Linked DNA regions of Oryctolagus cuniculus: region 2 is linked to region 1. Evidence: chromatin contacts called from public Micro-C data. All regions are on one chromosome and are shown on one strand. Each heading gives the region's core, a stretch centred on a gene start, on an enhancer-like site or on the middle of the called end of the contact. The rest is flanking DNA. Distances are from core to core; before and after follow the strand shown. Region 1 has its middle 29 kb from the start of STARD4. Region 2 holds the start of NREP (neuronal regeneration related protein).

The links. Hi-C and Micro-C count contacts between places; a contact is called where the count stands out from the background.
Region 2: a Micro-C map of ear pinna shows a contact between it and region 1, with 4 times the contacts expected there. The contact joins the promoter of NREP here to the enhancer-like site in region 1. A contact is called at or near these places in 2 of 6 Hi-C or Micro-C datasets (ear pinna and psoas muscle).

Annotation. Positions count from the first base shown.
Region 1 is chr6:2,844,190-2,848,515 of mOryCun1.1, forward strand. No RefSeq gene overlaps it. Among named protein-coding and RNA genes, the nearest start is that of STARD4, 29 kb to the left of the region's middle. Within about 2 kb of position 2,247, at least 4 of the 8 cell types and tissues checked have an H3K27ac peak or open chromatin away from gene starts, as enhancers often do. A contact at or near this core is called in ear pinna, where this site is marked.
Region 2 is chr6:2,931,205-2,935,530 of mOryCun1.1, forward strand. NREP (neuronal regeneration related protein) reads right to left here and starts at 2,041. Exons shown (of 4, transcript XM_051834529.2): 1 at 1,905-2,041; 2 at 917-980. The coding sequence starts at 919.

The DNA of each region.
Region 1 (4,326 bases), core at 997-3,496:
GTGTCCTCTGACACCCAGGGACCCCGGGCTACCCTTTCCATCACACTCCAGTGTCCCATGAGCCAGTAGCTCACAGCTCCTGGCAGCTGCTGCTGGGGCTGGCCGAGTCAGAGGACACCTCCCTCAACTTCTCCCCACTTCGCCCCATGCTTCCCCTTTCTCGGTCCCCTCCCCAAGGTGGCAAAATCGCGCTGTGCTTTCCCCCTCTGCATCACTGCTGCATTCCACTTCAGAGTACTGCTGGCTCCGGGGGCACTCGGGAAGCCCCAGGTCCTCCAGGGAACAGCCAGGTCCATTTATCCAGATTCCTTTTCTGCATGGCAACCTGACCCTCAGAAACGCTGCCCACCCACCAAGGCTGGCCAGGTTAATGTGCTGAGTCAATCTAGATTTCTGAGGTGCACTGCGCATATTCATATGGAACACGGAATCCACTAGCAGTGTCTGAGGGGAGACCACCGGACACTCAGTCACCTGCAGGGCCAATAGGTGGTCCCAGCATGCTGGCGAGGCTCCCTTGACGCAGCCTCACTGCCTCCACCTTGGCTGCCTCTGACCTGGGCGCGAGGCTATGCTGCCAAGGGCGGGGCTCGCTGGCTCTGTCTGTGCTGGTTTGGAAAACATCTGTGCCTTGTACACTGTATGGTCGGTAATCACACTTAAGGGCTGCCACGGGAGCTCAGGAGGGACTATCATGGGAGTTGCGGGCTTTAGAGCTCCCAGCCACACCTCAGGGCTGGAGGTCTTTGGGTTCAGCAACTGCCCTTTGCAAGAGCCACCCCCATGGTCTTGGATGGCTTCTTCTGCTCACGAGAAGCCGAAGGTGTGTTCAAGGGAGGCCGGGTGACTCGGGGGAGGGTGTGGCTGGAAGCCCGGCCAGGTCAGAAGCTTCTGCTGGGATCACAGGAAGGCTGAGACATTAAACAGCAACACCTGCCAGGAACCTTCACTGCAATGGACAAGGAAGTGCCCGCTGCCTTCTCACTGTCCATAGCAACCTTGCGACGTGATGACAAGCAGCACTGCCCGCGCTCTGATGCCAGAGCAGACAGCTCCACCCCTCCCAGAAACTGCCCCAGGTGACATCTCCAGCAACAGCCCTAAGTAGCAGGTAGGTTGAGAGCTGTGCCCACCCAGCAGGTGTGGTTTTGACCGCTCTCTCCTCTCCTCTTCTAACCCGGGGCTGGGGTGCTCTCCCCTTCAGGTCAGCCTGCTCCTCTTCACTTCTGTGTCAATTCTTTTTGTGCTGACACATGAGGGTGGGTGATCCACTGCTCTGTGTGTAGGCTGGGAGTCCCTGGCCACCTGGCGTGGAGGAGCCGTGACAGGTGAGGGACCCTGTCTGGCTGTCAGCCAGTACCTGTTTAGCAGCTCATACTGGCAGACAACCAGGAACACTGCAGACGGCAATGGACGGGATTTCTGTCCTTGGGAAGTGCAAGGGTGACATGCAGGGCCTGAGCACCAGTGAGAGGTGCTCAGAGAGCAGCCCTCCCCCGTCCTGTGGTCTGAGACCTGAACCAGGGTCAGGATTTGGAGATCAAGAGGAAGCACAATGCAGGTGAGGGGAAGAACCTGCAAGGGGCCTAGAGGGAACTGAGCAGGGTGCTCAAGGAATCAGCAGATGTGGGGGGAGCACAGACAATGGCACAGGATGAGGGAGGGAGGACTTGGGGGTGTCCAGGACAGTGCAGGTGGGCTGGGCTCTGGACTTGGCTTCCCATGCCTACAAAACAGGTACAGAAGCGCCCGGCAGGATGGAGTACACCAGTTCTACCACAGGGAGCAAGGAGAGACTGGTTCTGGACGACAGAGGCCTTGGAGGAGACCTGAATCTCCATCAGGGTGCCTTGGAAGGCAACTGGGAATGCGGGCCCCTTCCCCAGCAAGCTCCCACAAGAGGGCGCTCAAGCAGGACAAACATCTAGCTCAGACTCCCCGGCCCGCCCGGAGCAAACCAGGGCAGGAAGGCAGCTGCTGGTGGAGCCCCCGGCGCTCCTGGGCTCCTCTCAGACCTCATGATCTGTTTTCTTCTGGGGAGACTCCAGCCGCTGCAGCCCTAGCCTGTGCTGGCCACGTAAGCGGTGAGCTTTCTCCAGTCCTGGGATACTGAAGGTGAACCTTTGGGCCTCTCTCTTCCGTGCCCCGCACAGCAGACCCACCACAGACGCTGAGAGACTGTGTCGTTCTGAGTGAAATCTTGCTGTTCTCTGGGTGTTCCCGCACCGTATGGCCCTCGGTTTGTTAGGGGACTATCTTGGAATTTCAGGCCATTTCCTCGGGAAGTGCTATTAGCGGAACAGGACGCAGAATTCAGTCTAAGGAGCAGGCAACAATGCAGGGCCTGAAGCCCAGGCTGCGTCTTGGGTGATTGTTTAAACACAAAGAACCAGCGGACCCCAATCCTGCCCAAGGCCCCTTGTAACAAAGATGCTCGGATCCCCAGGGGTGCACATGGTGACACCTGGTAGATGGTGCCTCACTGCCCAGCCCTCCCCACAGCCCCACGAGGCCTCAGCTTTTTATGCTGTATCTTGGTTTTATGTTTCTTACAGCCCCTTCCACTTAGACAAGCTCCAGGTTGTCCTCCCTAAATGATGGTTCCCCAGGTTTCCCTTGGAGGGAGCCCTGTCCAGACCCAGGCTCTCGGCAGAACACCTGTCCGTCCTGCAGAACCGGGACAACAGCAACCATTCCAGGTCCCTGTGTGCTGTGCTGTGCCCGTGTCTCCCCCTGGCTCTTCTCAAGGGACCATTGTATTAAAGAGGAGGAAGGAAGTGACTACAAAAAGGAAGTTATGCCAAAGTCATTTCAAAGGTGTGTTTTCCAGAGGACAAAACTCTCCCAAGGCCAGGGATTCAGGCGGGGGAAAGGGCAGTGTAGGGAAACAGAAATCTGGGGGGAGGGGAGGGGACTCCTCTGGGGCCTGGCCCTCCCTTCTGCAGACTGCACTGAGCGTTGGCCCCTCTGCCACCCCTGGCTCCCTCGCCCAGCTCCGTCTGCCTCTCTGTGCCTGTCTCTGAGGCCTTAGAGGTGTGCGTGCCCACTTTCTGTCTCGTGGCTTTGCTTCCCTCTCTGGCATGTGGCAGCCCCTGTGCTGGCTGTCCATGGGTCACTGCCGCTCCCCCCCCCCCAGCTCCCATGGCATCATGCTACTCCATGCCACAGCCAGCGGCCACACCAGCCAGCAGTGAATCAAGGCGTGCGATTCTGTCCTGCCACGCCCTGTGCTGGGCTCTGCAGTGGGAAAACAGAACAACTCTGGTTCTCCGCGGTCCCAGGCCCTGGTGGCAGAGGCTGGCCTTGGGCTTCAGCTGAGAGGGTGTCGGAGGCACCGCGGCTCTGCCCGCTGCTCCCCCAGCCCCAGTGCCTGTCTCACTCTACATGCCCATTTTCCCCTTTGACATTCACGCTCACAGCAGCAGCGGCCATCTGTGCGGCCTCTGACTGCTAAAAGCTGCTCACCGTCAGACTCGTCAGCCTTGGCGAGGAGGCTCACGTCCGGGCGACACTTCTGTCAACTACCTAGCAAACACAGATTTCGAGTGTCACAGGTCCCCCCTGCACAGCCATCAGACCATGGACTAAATCCCGCCCCCAGCTGGTTCTCCTTCGGTTACCACAGCAGAGTGGAAGGCATTTGCTTCACTTTCAGGCTCACGTGTTTTTACGTTTCTGTCGCTGAGGGCGCCAAGCGTTCACTCTGATCCTCAGCCGTGCTCCGTGTTTTTCATTAACGCTGGCAGTTAGGCGGCTCATTCCAGTTCCTGCCCTCCTTCCGGCTATGCCTGAACTCGCTGGCGGCAGTTGCCATGCCAACCCCAAATCCTGGGGTCCTGCTCCACATCCCAAGCGCCGTGCACATTTCCTAACAGCACCTGAGTGTTCTCCAAGCTAAGTAACATATCTATCACCTCATCAACCCACCACACTTTTGTGCGTGGTAAGGGAGATAAAATCTACTGCTCTGGCAATTTTGAAATGGATAACGCATTACTATTAATTGTGGTCACCATGCAGTGCAACAGATTCCTGAAACCGACTCCTCCAGCCTAGCTGAAATTGTTTCCCCTTCCCCAGCCCTCCCCTAGCCTCTGGTGACAGCCTTTCTACTTGGAGTTAATTTTTATATTTCATTAGGTAAAGACCCAACTTTCCTCAGCATGCGAGTGACGCTGCTTGCAAAGCCTGTCCTTTCCCTCCGAGCCGTCTTGGCGGCCTTCTCCAACTCATGACCTCGTACGCGGGGTTGACGTCTGAGCTTCCTCTTCCACGTGACTGCTCCGCACGTCTGTCTGCACGCCAGCACCACGCGGGTTTGCTTAC
Region 2 (4,326 bases), core at 791-3,290, 87 kb after region 1:
CTGGTTGTGGATTTTGTATGAAGTTAGGGGCCATGTGCACATAACCCACTGATCAGTTTTATGTGGGCCTCTTGTCTTTCTACCTCAAGTTCCTTAATTTGGTCGTTAGCCAACTATGTCCAAGTGAAATTACTTTATTTACTGCTTCCACACCCACTTGTTGAAATGACAGAGGGAGGCGTGCACAAAGACCTTCCACGCTTACGTGTTAACAAAAGTCAAACTGAACTCATTTCCTTGCCTCTGATTCATTTTTCTCCTTGCAAGCTTGTACCTGGGCTGCTCTAAAAGAAAACATCAAGTATCTCAGATTCAATTTTGATTCATTAAATTCCACCCTCACCTAAAAGAAAGAAAAAAACACTAAAATTGAATGTGGCAATCGTGCGCTCTGAGTGGCAAAGAGGTATTCCTTTCCCTGGTCATCAATCTCTGCTGCCTTCCCCATGGGTCACAGTCTGTCAGGAACAGCACACTTGGGGTCTCTCCTAAAGGAAGTCAGGGATCAGCAACAAAGCCCCACTCCCTGTGTCTGCAGGCTTCCTGGAGACGCCCTGTCTTAAGGACAGCACAGGCTGTGGCCGCCCCTGGGGCCCCTCCCTCCACCCCGGCACCCGGCACGAGACCCACTGCCCTGCCCCAGCCCCGCTGCCATCACCCCCTCCGTGCGTGTCATCACACGTCACTCTTCTTCCAGAACAGACCAGTTTCTCTTGTTCAATCTTTGCTTCTGAAAGAGGAATTTTAGTTTCCAAGTCAAAGCCCGACTGCCCACAGCCAATGGGCGTAAGCTGCAGGAGACTGCGGGGAGCCCTGCAGAGGTCAGGTGGGGTGGGTGCGCTAGAGGGTCCAGGCGCGTGGCTGGGACGTGTTAGGGACGAGAAGCTACCGGGAATGTCCTCCGACGACTTCTTACCATTTTGACAATCCTAACGGTCCTGGGCCCGTGCTCGCCCTCTCTTCAGTCCCAGGAGACCGACCTGCAAAATAGGTTTCGATAGGTGGACACGGCGCCCGGCCACAGGTCAGCGGGCCAGCTCAACCCTTCACCCGCTCCCGCGAACGACTGTGTTCTGTGGCCCAGGTGAGTGACACACAAACGACCTCCGTGGGCCACGGGGGCTCCTGCAGGCGCCTCCACGGCGGCCTAAGGGTTTGCACCAGGACAAAGGAATCCCCAGGTCCGGTGCTGCAGAGTCCCGGGCTGCTCTCAGCGTCTAGTTCCTCTTTAAATTGCACGAGTTCAAGAGGTTTAGCAACTTAAAAGTAGAAGCCAGGGATAAAAATAGGCTGCTTTCTGGCTGTCCTTTGTTCGCAGACACACTACTGGCAGTCTCTCTGCCGCGCAGACGGCTCTCCGCCGGCTAGTGCGGTGCCTCGGAGCGGGTATTTTTGGAAATGGCACTGCATTACATAACCTTCCGTGTTTAAAAAAATAAAATAAAATAAAATAAAAAAACCCACGGGGGTGGGGGCGGGGAGTCAGGCACACACACACCATTGTCCCCTTCGCCCTAGGCCAAGCCGGCGGCGGGGACCCTGCACCTGCACGCGCTCCACAAAGCTCTTTTGTTCACCTGAGTTCCGTCAGGAATCGGGCAGAACCGGAGAGAAGCCGCAAGTTCTGGAAAGGGGGATCCCCGGCCTCCGCGCGTGCTCCCGCAGCGTGGCCGTGGGAGCGGATCCGGGCAGCCCGCGCCTCGCGCCTCCCGCACGCCGCTCCCACAGCCCCGCGCGGCCGCTCGCCGAGAGAACGCGCGCCGCCAAGTGCGGAGCCCGCCCGGGGCGCGAGGCGGCGCGGGGACCCCCACCCGCGCCCCCCGCGCCCGCGCGTCCCGGGCGTCCCGGGCGGCGGCGCGGACCCCGCGGGGCGGCCGCGCGAGGGGCCGCGCGCCGGTACTTACGGACAAAGCCCGCTCGCGCCCGCGCCGCGCCGCCTCAGCCGCCGGGTCCCGCGGCCGGCGCACAATGAGCTCATTCTGCCGGGCGGGCGGGCGCGGCGCCAGCGCGGCCCACACTGCTGAGTCGGCGCCCGGCTCCCCGCCCCGACGTGCGGCCGCTCCCACACACACGGGGCGGCGCGGCGCGGCCCGCGCCCGGTCACCGCCCCGCGCCCGGGGCCGTCTGAGGCGACGCGCCCCCCCCGGCGGCCGCGGCCCTCCCCGCGCCGGGCCCGCCCGCACGGGCCACGCGCGCCCCCCCCCCCCCCCGGCGCCCGCGGGGAGCCCGGCCCGGAGGTCGCGGGCCCGCGCGCACGAGCACGAGGCGCGGGGACGCGCGCTCCCGCCTCCGCCCTCCCGTTCCCCGCCCCCTGCCCTCGGAAACCCTATTTGTTTTTAAATCAGGGATTGCTGGAGGGGGAAAAAAAAGAAAGAAAAAAAGTGCTTGGGCATTTCTGATTTAAAAAGGAAAAACACAACAAAAACTTGCCCTTCTTACTTAAAAATCCATCTTTTTTTCGCAGGAATGACAGCTCGCGGTTTTGCAACTCTGACAAAGTGCGTTTCTGGGGCTGGAAGGCCGTTTCCTGGCGCAGAAAGGTGCAGAAGCAGAGGCAGGCCCTGACCCTGGCCTCCCTGGAGGAGCCCTCGCCCCCCTGTGCGTCGGGTGCAGAAACAGCGCACCTTCAAGAGACGCACTGCACACTCCCAAGTCCAAGGGAGCACACTGATTTCCTGCCAAGCCTGTGGCCGCCTCTCAGAGCGCCAAGGCCGCTGGGTACCACCAGTTACCTACTGGGCTGTACAGGTGTGGCACCTCTGGATGAGTCTAGAACACCACAGCCGTTGTCCTGCGGAAAACTAGACTGGGAGCCGCAGCTAAGGACAAAGGGAGAAGCCTGCCTCCCGCTGCCCTGGGGCCCGGTGCTCACTGGCCAGAGCAGCGGGCGCCAGGGGCAGGCACACACCGGAAGCCCCAGCTGCAGCTCCAGGGCGCCCGGGCGATGGGGCCTGTGATGGCCGGCATGGGCTCAGGCTGCAGAAGAAAAGCCCGCGGGCTCCAGCCCATCCACGGCCCCGGAAGATGCACCTGCTTGTTCCAAAGCTGGTTCTGCAGACTTTGGTGTTGATGCAAAACTTGCCTAAGCTGTTCTCTCCAAACACAGGGAAACTGTGGATTTATTATCGTCTACACTCCCTTCCATATATATATATATATATATATTTTTTTTTTTGACAGGCAGAGTGGATAGTGAGAGAGAGAGAAAGGTCTTCCTTTTGCCGTTGGTTCACCCTCCAATGGCCACCACAGCTGGCGCGCTGTGGCTGGCGCACCGCACTGATCCGATGGCAGGAGCCTGGTGAGCCGCGGCGCCGGCCACTCCCTCCCTTATAACCACAGACATCCAGATAACAGAGTTTCCTAAGAAATCAGGCCGAGCCAGCACCGCAGCCTATTCATCTGTTGTATTCCAGAAACCGGTCACGATCCAGCTACCCAAGAAAGAGTCAGAGGCCCTCCGGGTGTGGGGTCCCCACCAAGCAGGCAGACGTAAGGGGATTCACGCCAGCGGGTCAGCTCCCGCGGAGCTGCGCCTGCAGCTGTGTGGCCGTCCTCCTGACCGCCCCGCAGGCTGGGCAGGAGACCCACTCCCCCAAATGCCTTCAGTCACGGTGTCCCTGCCCCACCGTGGGAGAAGGCCACTGCCCCCGTCCCTAGAGCAGTACAGTCAGGCAGCAGAGCCCCGCGGGGACGTCTGGACCCTCTGGTGACGCTGACATTGCGGCCACGCGACCCTGTGGGATGCGGGAGGCTGTCCTGGGCCTGACGCCATGTTCAGTGGAATCTGTGGCCTCTCTCCTCCGGATGCCGGTTGTGACAACCAAATACAAGGGGCTTTAAAATGTTCCTGGAAAAACTGAATTGTACGGGAAAAGAATAAAGCTGAAACCCTAGCATAGCATTTGCATTAAACACATTTTCCACGAACTTTTTGTGTGTCCACACGTGGGCACGTTCCCTCAGGGCTTCGATACACAGATCCCAGCCTTGGGGTGGAAAGAGGCCTCCCTTGGGTCCAGGTGGACTGTGTGAAGGGGGCGGGGGCCTGAGAGGGATCAAGGCTTTCCTAGGACAGGGAAGAGAAGTTCCAGTCCTCGAGGCCTACAGTCTGAGGGTATGGAGGGATGAAGACCAGGGCGGAGTCACCCCAGGGCAGCCCAGGCTCCTTCCTAACCCAGCCCCGCGTGTACAGGAAGGCTCCCCCGGGGGTGTCGCCTACACTGAACCTATGAGGGGATGAGGGGCCGGAGTCAACCAACTGTGGAAGCAGGGTGGGGGTGCTTCTGGCAGACCGTGAGCCAAGAACCTGACGGTAGGTGACGT